Regions from separate parts of the Sus scrofa genome. Here all the other regions are linked to region 2. Evidence: chromatin contacts called from public Hi-C data. All regions are on one chromosome and are shown on one strand. Each heading gives the region's core, a stretch centred on a gene start, on an enhancer-like site or on the middle of the called end of the contact. The rest is flanking DNA. Distances are from core to core; before and after follow the strand shown. Region 1 overlaps RAD51B (DNA repair protein RAD51 homolog 2). Region 2 overlaps RAD51B (DNA repair protein RAD51 homolog 2). Region 3 has its middle 150 kb from the start of ZFP36L1.

What was found. A called contact is a pair of places that touch in the nucleus more often than the background predicts.
Region 1: a contact with region 2 is called in a Hi-C map of liver, with 5 times the contacts expected there. The contact joins two enhancer-like sites. A contact is called at or near these places in 3 of 47 Hi-C or Micro-C datasets (embryonic fibroblasts, epiblast stem cells and liver).
Region 3: a Hi-C map of skeletal muscle shows a contact between it and region 2, with 3 times the contacts expected there. The contact joins two enhancer-like sites. A contact is called at or near these places in 1 of 47 Hi-C or Micro-C datasets (skeletal muscle) and 1 of 2 datasets of contacts at active chromatin or transcription factors (skeletal muscle).

What each region holds. Positions count from the first base shown.
Region 1 is chr7:91,673,636-91,677,504 of Sscrofa11.1, forward strand. The region is part of intron 8 of RAD51B (DNA repair protein RAD51 homolog 2); the gene reads left to right. Among named protein-coding and RNA genes, the nearest start is that of RAD51B, 83 kb to the left of the region's middle. Within about 2 kb of position 2,521, at least 20 of the 83 cell types and tissues checked have an H3K27ac peak or open chromatin away from gene starts, as enhancers often do. A contact at or near this core is called in liver, where this site is marked.
Region 2 is chr7:92,014,437-92,018,382 of Sscrofa11.1, forward strand. The region is part of intron 9 of RAD51B (DNA repair protein RAD51 homolog 2); the gene reads left to right. Among named protein-coding and RNA genes, the nearest start is that of RAD51B, 420 kb to the left of the region's middle. Within about 2 kb of position 2,360, at least 20 of the 83 cell types and tissues checked have an H3K27ac peak or open chromatin away from gene starts, as enhancers often do. A contact at or near this core is called in liver and skeletal muscle, where this site is marked.
Region 3 is chr7:92,341,340-92,345,684 of Sscrofa11.1, forward strand. No RefSeq gene overlaps it. Among named protein-coding and RNA genes, the nearest start is that of ZFP36L1, 150 kb to the right of the region's middle. Within about 2 kb of position 1,867, at least 3 of the 83 cell types and tissues checked have an H3K27ac peak or open chromatin away from gene starts, as enhancers often do. A contact at or near this core is called in skeletal muscle, where this site is marked.

The sequences.
Region 1 (3,869 bases), core at 1,271-3,770, 340 kb before region 2:
GGTACTTACATTTGGGGAAAGATAGGCATACAGATAGATAATTTTTTTTAGAATACATTGAGGTAAGGACTTTACTATATTTTTTTTCTTCCCAATGTCTAAGTATACACAAAGGGGGATTAGAAAATATATTTGAATACTCCATCACCCGTGATAAAAACTATTTGTATGACAGACAAGAATAAAATAGATGCACAGTTTAGAATATTGATGATCACTGGGAAGGAGGCAGAGAGATGGGATTCAGGAGGGGCCCGTGTATAACTTCACTGGGTTTGGGAATATTCTAATTTATAAATTGAGTGATGGGTTCATAGATATATGTTTTAGCATTATGCTTCATAACCTACATAGTATGCATATTCATTTGTATCTATTAAATGTTACATAGTTTAAAAAAATCAAGATATTTGAGTAAACATTTCCCAGTCTTAATTTATTAGAAGCATATACTTAGGATAAATTGTGGGAGAAAAACTGATACTCAGCCAAATTATTTCTCTGTCTGTTTAGTATCTATTCATCCATCAATTTTAAAATTTTATTTACTCTAATTTTTTGAAATATAATAAAAATAATGGAGAAATCTTTTCACACGACCTGAATGCCCTGTTTCTGTGTTCCCCAAGGTTCCATGTACTCTGTCTAGAACCCAGTTTATAGGTCAAAAGGATTCTGTCTGCACTGGCCAGCCAGACATTTAAGTATTCATTACTTGTGCGTGTGTGTGTGTGTGTGTGTGTGTGTGTGTGTGTGTATTTAATGATGTTTGTGCATGGGATGTTTGTGCTAGGGATTTTGAAATACTGGAAGGGTTTTCCTATTTGCTGGGTGGTTTTAGAATTGAAAGCCATCAGTAGGAAAAAAGAAACAAAGAAAAATATTCTTCTTTCATCTATGTCCCATATTATACAAGTGTTAACTGAAAATAGCACCGATTTTCTGGGAAAGGCTGTGACTGAGACTTTTCTCACCCTTTACCCCTACTCCCCAATTCATGTTTCCTTTTTGCAATGTGGTCATGTGCTTGCCCAAGTCTGGCTTATGAACCGTGTAGAATATTTATGCAGTTTTGTTTTTTAAGTCCTACACTGTGCACATGATGCAGTATTTAATTTGGAATGGGCTCTGAGTTTAGTCACACGTGCTTCTTATGGTGTTTATCTTGGAATCCACAAGTAGGAGGGAAGTACTTTTGCATTTTATACATCTGGACATTGTTCATGATCCTCTTGTGACTTGGGAATTCTGTGTGGGGCAAAATCCAAAGAACAGTATTAAAAATAACGTGGAGTTATAATGACATCTGAGTGAAAAACCATGAGAATACCCTTCTGATCCCAGCAGAGTTTGATTTTGATGTGAATTTTTTCAGTTGTGTGTTTTACTGCTGGCCTGAGTAGATTGCTGGGATTAAGGTTACCTGACACCCTTGCAAGGAGGCTAAGGGGCTGCCAGACTTTCTTAAAGTGTATAGCAGATTTAGCTTTTTGGGGGGAGGAGGAGATTTTGGCCTTGATTTTGCATGAGCTAAGATAGGTGAAGTAAATTCTGCTTACTGTGCTGTGCCTCTGCCACTCTCTTGCACCATAAGCATCTTAAGATGATAAGATGATGATGACCTGTGAAGGTCTTTCCCTTCATTCCCTTGATCCTGCCCCAATCCATTCAGTTTAGAGCTAAAGGTTGATCCTAAGAACACTTCAGGGGCTGTATCAGGACTGAGGAAGGGCGGGCGTCTAGTAACCCTGTCTATCCCCTGATTACCTTTGAGATGTTGTTTCAAATAGGATTGGACAGGTATAGTACAGTACCTCCTTTTGGCTAGGATTCTGCTGGAATGGAAAAAGTGAGATGGGATGTACAGAAGCCTTGCTGCTCGATGAGTGAGTTTGCATATGGACAGTATTGCTTTTTGGCTCCAACCTAGTTTTCTTTCATTCCCATGTCTCATCTTTTATGCAGCTGCAGAGAGCAGGCTGGGAAAGCAGAATGAAAGCTTCAAACAGATTTGCACTTGAATAAAAGAAAGAATGATTTCTCTTAGAGCACAGACCCAATTGAGGAGGAAGCTGTTTGCTTTTTCACTTTCCGAGTAAGGACTGTTTGCTTTTTCCCCTTCAATTGTAATAAAAAGGGGAAAGAGCTAATAAAGTAGTTAGACCTGCTAGTTATATCTGATAGAGAATTTTCAAATGTGCTTAATAAGGCTTCTCCTATGATTATAAAAGAAGTAAATAGTTGGAGGGCAAAAGTCGAAATTCAGTTGAGGTTTTAGAATCAGTTGAATATGAAGTGGTTTGAGTGCTTGGATAAGACTGCTCAAGTAGAAGCTGTTTCTCTTTGCTGGTTTCTTTGGCCTTTCCTTTGGGAACTTTTCCCCTTTACTTTCGTAACGCATTTTGCAACTTTCAGTTAAAAAATATCCATCAAAGTTTAAACTTTTAGCAAATAAACACATCTCGATCCTCTGATGGGAATCACAACATAGCAGAGAATGGCTTGGCTTCAAGCTGGAGAGAGGTTAATAGTAGGACTCCAAGGATTGATACCAAGATCATGCTTGTTTAATGTTTTAATGACTCCAAACGGAAATGGTGAAATCTGCTGATGACACCAAATTGTTTTTGCTGATCCAAACAGGGATTTCTGGGAAGCTTCTTCATAGTATTTGGAAGAGTGGAAGAATTGGGCAATGTGGTAGCAGACACACCAAACTTGAAGTGAAGGTTTATGTGAAGTAGCAGGAATAACACCAGTACATTGAAGTTACAAAGACTGCCAGGTCTTCCAAGAGGAAGACTGTGGCATCCCCTATAAAGGACTTGGCTTTGATTCTTCTTGTGAAAGGAAGATTTAGGACAAAGAACATTTTGATATATAGAAGAGGAAAACTACTGTGGGGATAGTAGTAATTTCCAAGTGATGTCAAAGTTTCTTTGCTAATGCCAGCAGTGGTATAGCCAAATAAATGCTGTTTCCCTCAAATGGTCATGGAAGATTATATAGTCATTTTATGCACTTTTTTGGGGGGGCGGGGATAGCTCCTCCTTCCGACTGTTTTCTAGGGTGGCATGTCTTTATTTTTTAGGTTATTTTAGATTTTTTTGTGTAGCCACTGGTCACTTAGAACAAAGTATGGGAGTAAGATGAATGATCAAACTCGATAAATTTTAAATATAAGTTAAAGAGGCGAAACTAATTTTCTTTTGTTGCTTCAAAATTTTCTGGGGAAAATTATCAATGAGAAAATGCAAAAATAGGGAGTTTCCATCGTAAACCACAATGGTAACAAACCTGACTCTTATCCATGAGGATGTGGGTTCGATCCCTGGCCTTGCTCAGAGGTTAAAGATCTGGCATTGCCATGAGGCGCGGTGTAGGTCACAGTCTCAGCTAGGATTTGGTGTTGCTGTGGCTGTGGTGTAAGCCAGCAGCTACAGCTTCGATTCAACCCCCACCTAGCCTGGGAACTTCCATATGCCGCAGGTGCAGCCATAAAAATCCCCCCCCCCAAAAGCAATTGCAATAATATTTGTGTAATAGTAGCCAGAATAAGTTTTCTCCCCCATCTTTAGGTGATCTGCTTGTTTTTTTCCCCTCGGCTTTATTGAGGTATAATTGACAAAATTGCATATGTTTAAGGTGGACAGTGTGATGAGTTGATGTATGTATACATTGTGAAATGATTACCACAATCAAGTCAATTAACATACTCATCATCTCGGATAGTTACTATATTTCTGTGTGTGTTGAACTTACTTAAGATTTACTTTCTGGAGTTCCCGTCGTGGCACAGTGGATAACGAATCCAACTAGGAACCATGAGGTTGCGGGTTCGATCCCTGGCCTTGCTCAGTGGGTTAACG
Region 2 (3,946 bases), core at 1,110-3,609:
CTTCCCAACTCGAGCCTCGACTGTTTACATCCCGCCGCCACCAAATTAAACTCCTCCATTTCTGGCTGCCTTTCCCTGCCTCACCTAGGAATCTTGCAGTTGTGTTGGCCCACTTACTGAGGATGGCCCACATCAAGAAGCTGATTTTAAAATGTTCAGGCATGTGGTTTTTGAACTTGAAACCAACCAGGGTGGAAGAATTTACACCATGGAAATCAGCAAATGCTAAAAATCAGGTTTTGTTCCTTGTCTTTTCAGTGGATCGGTTTCCCAGAAAACCCCTAGATTAAGTGGATGCTTCTTAACTGTTGGTAGTCTGTCCTCTCCTTCCTCCTCACCCTCCATGAAGCTTCTCCACCCTGTGGGGCCGACTCTGCCTGTTCTCTCTTCCCTCTGCAGAGACAGCATCCTTCTAGAAAGCATTTTCCCCCTTTCACTTGGACCGTTCCTTTCCTTCCCCAATCCTCCTGCTCCTTCAAGGTTAATTTAAAGACCTCCTCTTCCATGGAGTTCCCGTCATGTTGCAGTGGTTAACGAATCCGACTAAGAACCATGAGGTTGCAGGTTCGATCCCTGGCCTTGCTCAGTGGGTTAAGGATCTGGCGTTGCCATGAGCTGTGGTGTAGGTCGAAGATGTGGCTCAGATCCTGAGTTGCTGTGGCTCTGGCGTAGGCCGGTAGCTACAGCTCCGATTACACCCCTAGCCTGGGAACCTCCATATGCCGTGGGAGCGGCCCTAGAAAAGACAAAAAGAGGAAAAAAAAAAAAAAGACCTCCTCTTCCACAAAAGCTTCTTGCCTGTTCTAGTCTGCATCTCCCTCTCCCTCCGTCTTCTGTGGCCCTCCTACCCGATCAGCAATATAAAGGAAAGACCGTAAAAAATTCTAAATTTTCATGGCTTCCTCACTAGAATGTTAATGTTTTAGTTTTGTTTTGTTTTGTTTTGTTTTGAAGGACACAGTTTGTCTTGTATTCTTTTGACATCCGTGTTGTACCTGAGTGACCAGCAAAGGTCTAGGGACAAAGCAGGCAGTGAATGAATGCTGAACTAATACCATAGTAAATGCCGTGTAAGAACCATTAGCCATAAGTATCACTGAAAGCACCTCTGAATGTGATTAAAAATTACTGTAATTATCACATGCACATACATGTGTTCAGTTCTGAGGAGGAGACCAGAAGAGAATTTCTCGTTTCCTTATTTGAAACCTAGCAAGTAAGAGGACTTTGCTTTGTCCTAGCTTCCTGGTTTATCTCAAACAAAGAATAGGAGCAAAACAAAGATACAAAGGAAATTGCTCTGGCCGCTTCAAGAAAATGATAAAGTCGTGTTCATGGCCAAGGGAAAGTTACCAGCTTGTTCTTACACAGTTTTTCCTTATTATAAAATCCAAGGGAGAATGCAAATAATTGACTTTTCCAGATCTTTTCCTTGTATAGCTAAGCAGGTAAAGAGGCTATGGAATTTTTTTTTTCTTGAAGTCTATGATGAAGTTCCTTACCAGCAAATGAAAATGCACGCATTTCTTAGGACACTTATACCTAATTCAGATATATTGCAGTGGTTCTTAGAGTTACTGTGATTAATGTGCATAATTTGTTCTCTTGGCTTTTTAAAGTATCTTTTAAGTTGTATTGACTTTGCCGTTGTGCTATTAGGTCTGTGATCGTGGGCAGGCCTTTTGGTGACTTTAGGCCTCGGCTTTTTTCTGTGAAATGACAGACTGGATGAATGTAACATGGCTGAAATCTTTTCTAGCTCTCACGTTGTAAGGTTGTGATATGGGTCTGAAGGTTGATGGGGTTTTCAAATTCTGATTTACAGGGTGGGAAGAGTGATCTTTTCATCTTAGATTAAACCTAATAGAGAAGATCATCATGGAGTTCCCACTGTGGCACAGTGGGTTAAGAACCTGCCTATAAATCTCAGGTCACTATGGAGGCTCGGGCTCCATCCCCAGCCAGGTGCAGTAGGTTAAAGGATCCAGTGTGGCTGCGGCCGCGGCGTAGGTTGCAGCCATCTCGTGTTTCTCTCTCACACAAACGTGTACCCAAGAACAAGTGTGTGCAAGCTGGTGAGAGTGAGAAGCACACTGTGAGGGGGTGAGCCCAAGGTTCGCCCTGTCCCGTAATAGATTTCAGCTGCAGAGCAGGGGGCAGGGCTCAAACAGCGCTCCCTTGAAAACAGTTGGGGTGAGAACAAGCGGCCCGAGAGAAGCCAGCAAGAAAATGATCTGAGTTGACCCGGGAGAAGGACCCAGCAGGGGCTGATTCGGGGAAATGAAGTCCCGTCTGCTCTGACGCAGAGCAGGGAATACAAGTGGCCTGGCCCAACTGAGAGATCTCTTCCACACCAGCGGATCCTGTACTATTAATATCTGCCAGCTGCGGGCCCAGGGCCTCCCCCTGCTGAGATCAAAGGAGCTCCTATCTTGGCTGGAACAAGGTCATCGGCGCAGGGCTGTAAAAGCGAGCCCTGGCCAGCTGCGGGGACCTCTACGGGGGAGGAGAAGTCGGGGATGGAGAGGTGTTCTCTCACGCTCCTTTAATCTCGGCTGACCAGCTGTTGCCCTCCCAGGGTTTGTAGAGTTGAGAGTCCTTTGTTTTTGTGTTGGGGGGGTGTATTTTTTTCCCTTACTTAATTTGGGGCTGGGTTGTTGCTTGGGTTATGAAGACCCATGTTCACTGCTAGGGTCCAGGTGGGACAACCAAAGAAGGGTGCCGCGGACCCCACAGGATGCTCCCAGCATTGCTCCTGCCCCACAGTTTTGTGCCTTGAGATGGAAGGAGGGGCAAATTGAATTTTTCCTATTTAGTTGAAATAACCCGTCATCCTTGAAGCATGCTCGTCCATTTTCAGCCTCTTTCAACACGTTTCCTTCAGGTGGGGGAATGGACTGGTGGAGACTTGGGCAAAGTGACCAAAGTTATAGTGTGAACCCAAGGACAGAAATTGGAATTTTTGACTTTATGATCGACATTGTTCTTGATCAGTGTGAATCAAAGTATTTTCTTCCTCAGCAATTTGATTTTTTTGTATGTGTTTCTTTGTTTGTTTTTGTGTGTGTGTCTTTTTGTCCTTTTTGCGGCATATGGAGGTTCCCAGCCTAGGGGTCTAATCGGAGCCACAGCTGCCGGCCTACACCACAGCCGCAGCAATGCCAGATCCGCGCCGTGTGTGTGAGCTACACCACAGCTCATGTTAACACTGGATCCTTAACCCACTGAGTGAGGCCAGGGATCAAACCCTCAACCTCATGTTTCCTGGTTGGCCGTTTCCGCTGCACCACGACGGAAATTCCCTTCCTCAGTGATTTGTGCTGTTGGCAGAAACTCAGGTGTACAGGTTATCATGGAGTTTGGTGACTGGTTACTCACGAAGTTATTATGACGGTTCTGTGGCCAAGGACATGTGTCTCAGATGCCCTTGACCGTTCTTCCTGGTGGCCATGAAGATACTAAACATGTTTGGACCTCAGGCATAGAGAACAACCCTTTGCCCCTGGGGATCAGTAGAAAAAGGCTCTAACAGTCCAGCTGGCCTAAGACACCATGGCCTATTCTGAAGTCACCTAGGAATTGCCCGGAGGACTGGCTGAGCCCCTTTCCACCCAGGCACAGTCGGTAGGGGAGATTGACACATGGCAGTCCAGTGGGCCCCGTGCAAGATCGAAGCTCCATTCATCTTAGACGATTGGCTTTCTTTCCTCTGTCGATTTACTGGGACAGCAGCAACTTCAATGAGATGACGCCATCCCCTTTAGGAGCCTCGGGTGGCATATGAATATCCTTTTGTCTAGTAATAATAGGTTTCGGGAGATAATAGCCTTAAACACTAAAAATTAAATGTGCTTGGATGGGTCAAGGAAAGAACAAGAGGGAAAAAGTAGTTTTTACTAGAGCGAAGAGGGGTTTCTAGTTTTAGGACTACAAGTCTTTCTATGCT
Region 3 (4,345 bases), core at 617-3,116, 330 kb after region 2:
CTTGCTCAGTGGGTTAAGGATCTGGCGTTGCCATGAGCTGTGGTGTAGGTCGCAGACGCGGCTCGGATCCCGCGTTGCTGTGGCTCTGGCATAGGCCAGTGTCTATAGCTCCGACTCGACCCCTAGCCTAGGAACCTCCACATGCCTCGGAAGTGGCCCAAGAAATGGCAAAAAAAAAAAAAAAAAAAAAAAAAAAATTTCTTCCAGCATTAAAATTCTAAAGACAAAGGAACTTTAACTTATTCTCAAATCACTGGAGGAAATTGACATAATTTGCTTCACTGGTTGGTTTTTATTTATGTGTTTTACATTCCTTAGTTTTACTGAATCTTAATTTTCTTCATCTCCTTTCCAAGACTTTTACCTCTTATTGCTGTTATCCTGTCTTATTGCATTGGAAAAAACTTCAAAATGATTGTGATGTATTAAACCTATATAGTAAGAGTAATAGCTGACATCCTTATTTTATTTCCACTTTAAATGAGACTACTGCTAATGTTTTGCCATTAAGAATAATAGCCTTGGGATATATGTATAACTGAATCACTTTGCTGTACACCTGAAAGTAACACAAATCAAATATACACTAATGTAAAATAAAAATTAAATTAAATTGAAAAAATAAGGCGCTGAATACATAATAATAAAAAAAGAATAGCTTTGGCTTTTGATTTAAGATAAGAAGCATTTGCAGAGTTCCTGCTGTGGCTCAGCAGGTTAAGAACCTGACTAGTATCCGTGAGGATGTGGATTTGATGCTGCGTTGCCACAAGCTTCGGCGTAGTTTGCAGATGCAGCTCAGGTCCCGGGTTTCTGTGGTTGCGGCGTAGGCCAGCAGCTGCAGCTCTGATTTGACCTCTAGCCTGGGAACGTCCATGTGCCACAGGTGTGGCACTAAGAGGAAAAAAAAAAATTGAAAAAAGAAGCATGTTCACACTAAGAGATTTTTTTAAAAAAAGAAAAAGCAAGAATGATTGATTAATTTTATTTAATGTACTTTGTAGAACTGATTAAGGTTCTTGTGCCATTTTTATTTTTATAGTTTTCCATTTGAAGTGCAAGTACCGTTTGTTAGCCTTTAGAATTACATAAGGCAGAACTAAGGTGAATACATACGATCCCCACCACATTATATCATAAGGTACTTTTGTGAACAGCAACTCTGAACTTGAACTCTGTGTTAAAGTCTTGATTGCACATGCCTATTAATAAAAAATATTGGGGACCCCCCAAATATATACAAATATACACACACACACATATATATATAAATACATATATTTGTGGTGTTTTGCACTGTACTTTGCATAGTATATATACAATATACATTGTAAAATACAATAAATTAAAATTTTCAAAAATAAACATTCTGGTCTCTTCCCCTTACTCCAAAAAATCAGCTTGCACATACCCTATTTCGGAGACCATTCCTATAAAAGAAGAGTATTAGTGGGATATTTGGGGGTTCCTTCTACCATGGGCACTCACAGAGTCTTGTGAAAATTCTGCACCCTCATTTCTATCTGTCACCAAGGATAACAAATAATGCCCTCTGGAGCTTGAGCATGAAGAATTTTTTAAACTGGTGGGATTAAACTCACTTTTGGCAAAGGCACACACACACTCACACACACAGAGAAAAGCAGGTTATGCAATTCTGCCTGACCTTATGCAAGTTACGCAGCCTCTTTGGGACTCAGTTTCCTCATTACTAACATGGCAGGGTTAGGCTAGAGAGCTGCCAAGCCGCTTCTCGCACTGACATTTTGTGACAGTGATGTTGCTGGCAGCTTGGGGATGGTGGGTAATCAGATCTGCACATCACTCAGCCAGGCAGCTCTGACGTTAGGAAATCAAGCAGAGTCAGTCCTAGGTGGATGACCAGGAGCGCAGGGTGCACTCAGGCCGGTCCTGGCCATCCCCAGGGGCAACCCTGGCACCAGTCAAAGCAATGGGACCTGAAGAATTTGGAAATCTTTAGAAGGAATCAGAGAAAAACAACATAAGGACTAAAGCCTTGGAAAATGGATCCTCTGAGGAAAACTCACAGACATGGAATTCCTCAGGTTAGAGAAGGGCATTTAAGATGGATCGAGCCTCAAGCTCCTGGCATTTGAGCAAATGTTTGAAAGAGATTGTGACAGTCTCAGATGAAGTACTTTTGGGTGCAAAGAAGAGACCTATTCTAACTAGATCCCAGAAATCCACAGCCAGAAACACAAGTGTAACCAGGACTCCCGGGGACAGAAGGCTGTGGGGAGCTCGGCCAATGCTCTCTTAGCAACTTCATGTTCTGCATATTCCCCAAACCTCTGCTCTCCTCTTCTTACTCCCACTTTCCACTTCACGGCAGGAAGGTCAGCTTCCAGCCAGACATCTTGGCCCCCACTCCATAGCTACACTTTCAACACCCGTGACCATTGTCCATTGGCCCAATTTTTCCTCTTCCCAGTTTAGATGCCCCTGAAAGGATTTATTTATCCCAGCCCATCTTTTTGAGCCAGGCCACCCCAGTCGTTGGTCATCATTGGTGGGTCCCCCATAAGTGGACCCCCAACCCTGTTCCAATCATGTGAGGAGGGGAGATGAGTCATGTGTGTAGAACATGGCTGTTTAGGGCAGATTTCCTCAGATAGGCATGTGGGCAAACTGGCTGTGAGAAGCATCTTCAGCTCTTCAGCAAAGGGACCAATTGTCTTTTTTTTTTTTTTTTTTCCGCTTTTTAGGGCTACACCTATAGTATATGGAAGTTCCCAGCTTTGGGATCAAATCAGAGCTGCAGTTGCCAGCCTACATCACAGACACAGCAAAGTGGGATCCAAGCCACGTCTGAGACCTATACCGTAGCTCATGACTACACCAGATCCTTAACCCATGGAACAAGGCTAGAGATTGAACCTTCATCCTCATGGATCCTAGTTGGGGTCATAACTCCCCGAGCCACAGCAGGAACTCCCACCAACTGTCTTTTAATCTGACACTGAAATGAAAATAAAATAAGTCTGATCCTGAGCTCTTCTACGGAAGAAAAATGTAATCGCACCACTCAGGACAGTCTTTGAAATTATCTGGGACTCCTCCTGCCTCAAGGTGCTTTGACACAGGGCTCCCTGGAGGTGGTAGCCTGACCCACAGGGCCTCTGAGAGTCTCCTTTGGCCTGTTGGCCTGGAAGAATAGAAGGTCACTACCCCTGGTGGAGCCTAATTTCACCATCAAGCTTGGCTGATGGGAGATTAGCTATTTGAAGACTTTCCGGTATCTTCGGATTAAGCGGTAACCAGAAGATACCAGAAACCATCCAAGGACTTTAAGGACTTCCCTGGTTGGCTTGGCCTGTTTGCATCTATTCTGAATATCCAGTTTCTACCCAGAACCAATACCCAACTCAATTCCTCTGAGTCACTATCCTCCCATTCTTTGTTACATGTGGCTCTTCTGCTCAGCATCCTGCCCAGAAACCCCCATCCTCTTCCAGCACATAGAAAATAAGACATTCATGAACAAGTGGGTTCATGGCCTTTTCTTCTGTGCTGGCTTTAATCACACTACCAGCCTCATGTAGATGCAGGCAAAAAACCCAACCTCAAATGCAAGGGCCTTGAGAACATAGGGTTCAAAGGAGAGTAAGGCTTCATCTACCCAAAACACAACTACCCAGACACCTCACTATCTAAAATCAGACCAGAATCTGGAGATGAGCCAAGTGACATCTAAGTGGCCAGAATTATCTGCATAGGCGCATATTGGTTTATTTAAAGCAGCATATAATTCAAAGCAACTGTCCCCAGAGGACTAGATGAACTCTTACCCTCTCAGAAAGACTGAATCCCGTAGGAATAGAAAAGGCTGAATTCCTCACTCCTATTCTATTTACTTTTTGTTTACACAGAATTTTAACGAGTTTGCATGTCTGGTTTCTTAACCCAGAACAGGCTAAAAGAAGTTAGGCCATGAGGTCACTACAGGTAAAGTGATACGCTCCCTGATAAAAAGAAAACCCAGGAACCTCTCCCAAAAGCACCGTGATAGGGCCACACATATCGCAAAGGTTTGGGACCTACTGGAAAAGCAGCACAGGGCCTAAAGTTTATAAAAATTACTCTAAACAGAACCACAATGTTCAATTAAAATCAGTATCTTCTATCTTAAACCCTGGGAAGTATGCGACTGTTTTCTAGAAAGATTGCCATCAAAAATTATTGCATTTTAAATGTGATGTTGCTGGGAGCTCCCATTGTGGCTCAGCGGGTTAAGAATCCAGCTAGGATTCATGAGGATGCGGGTTCGATCCCTGGCCTCACTCAGTGGGTTAAAGGATCCGGCATTGCTGTGAGCTGTGATGCA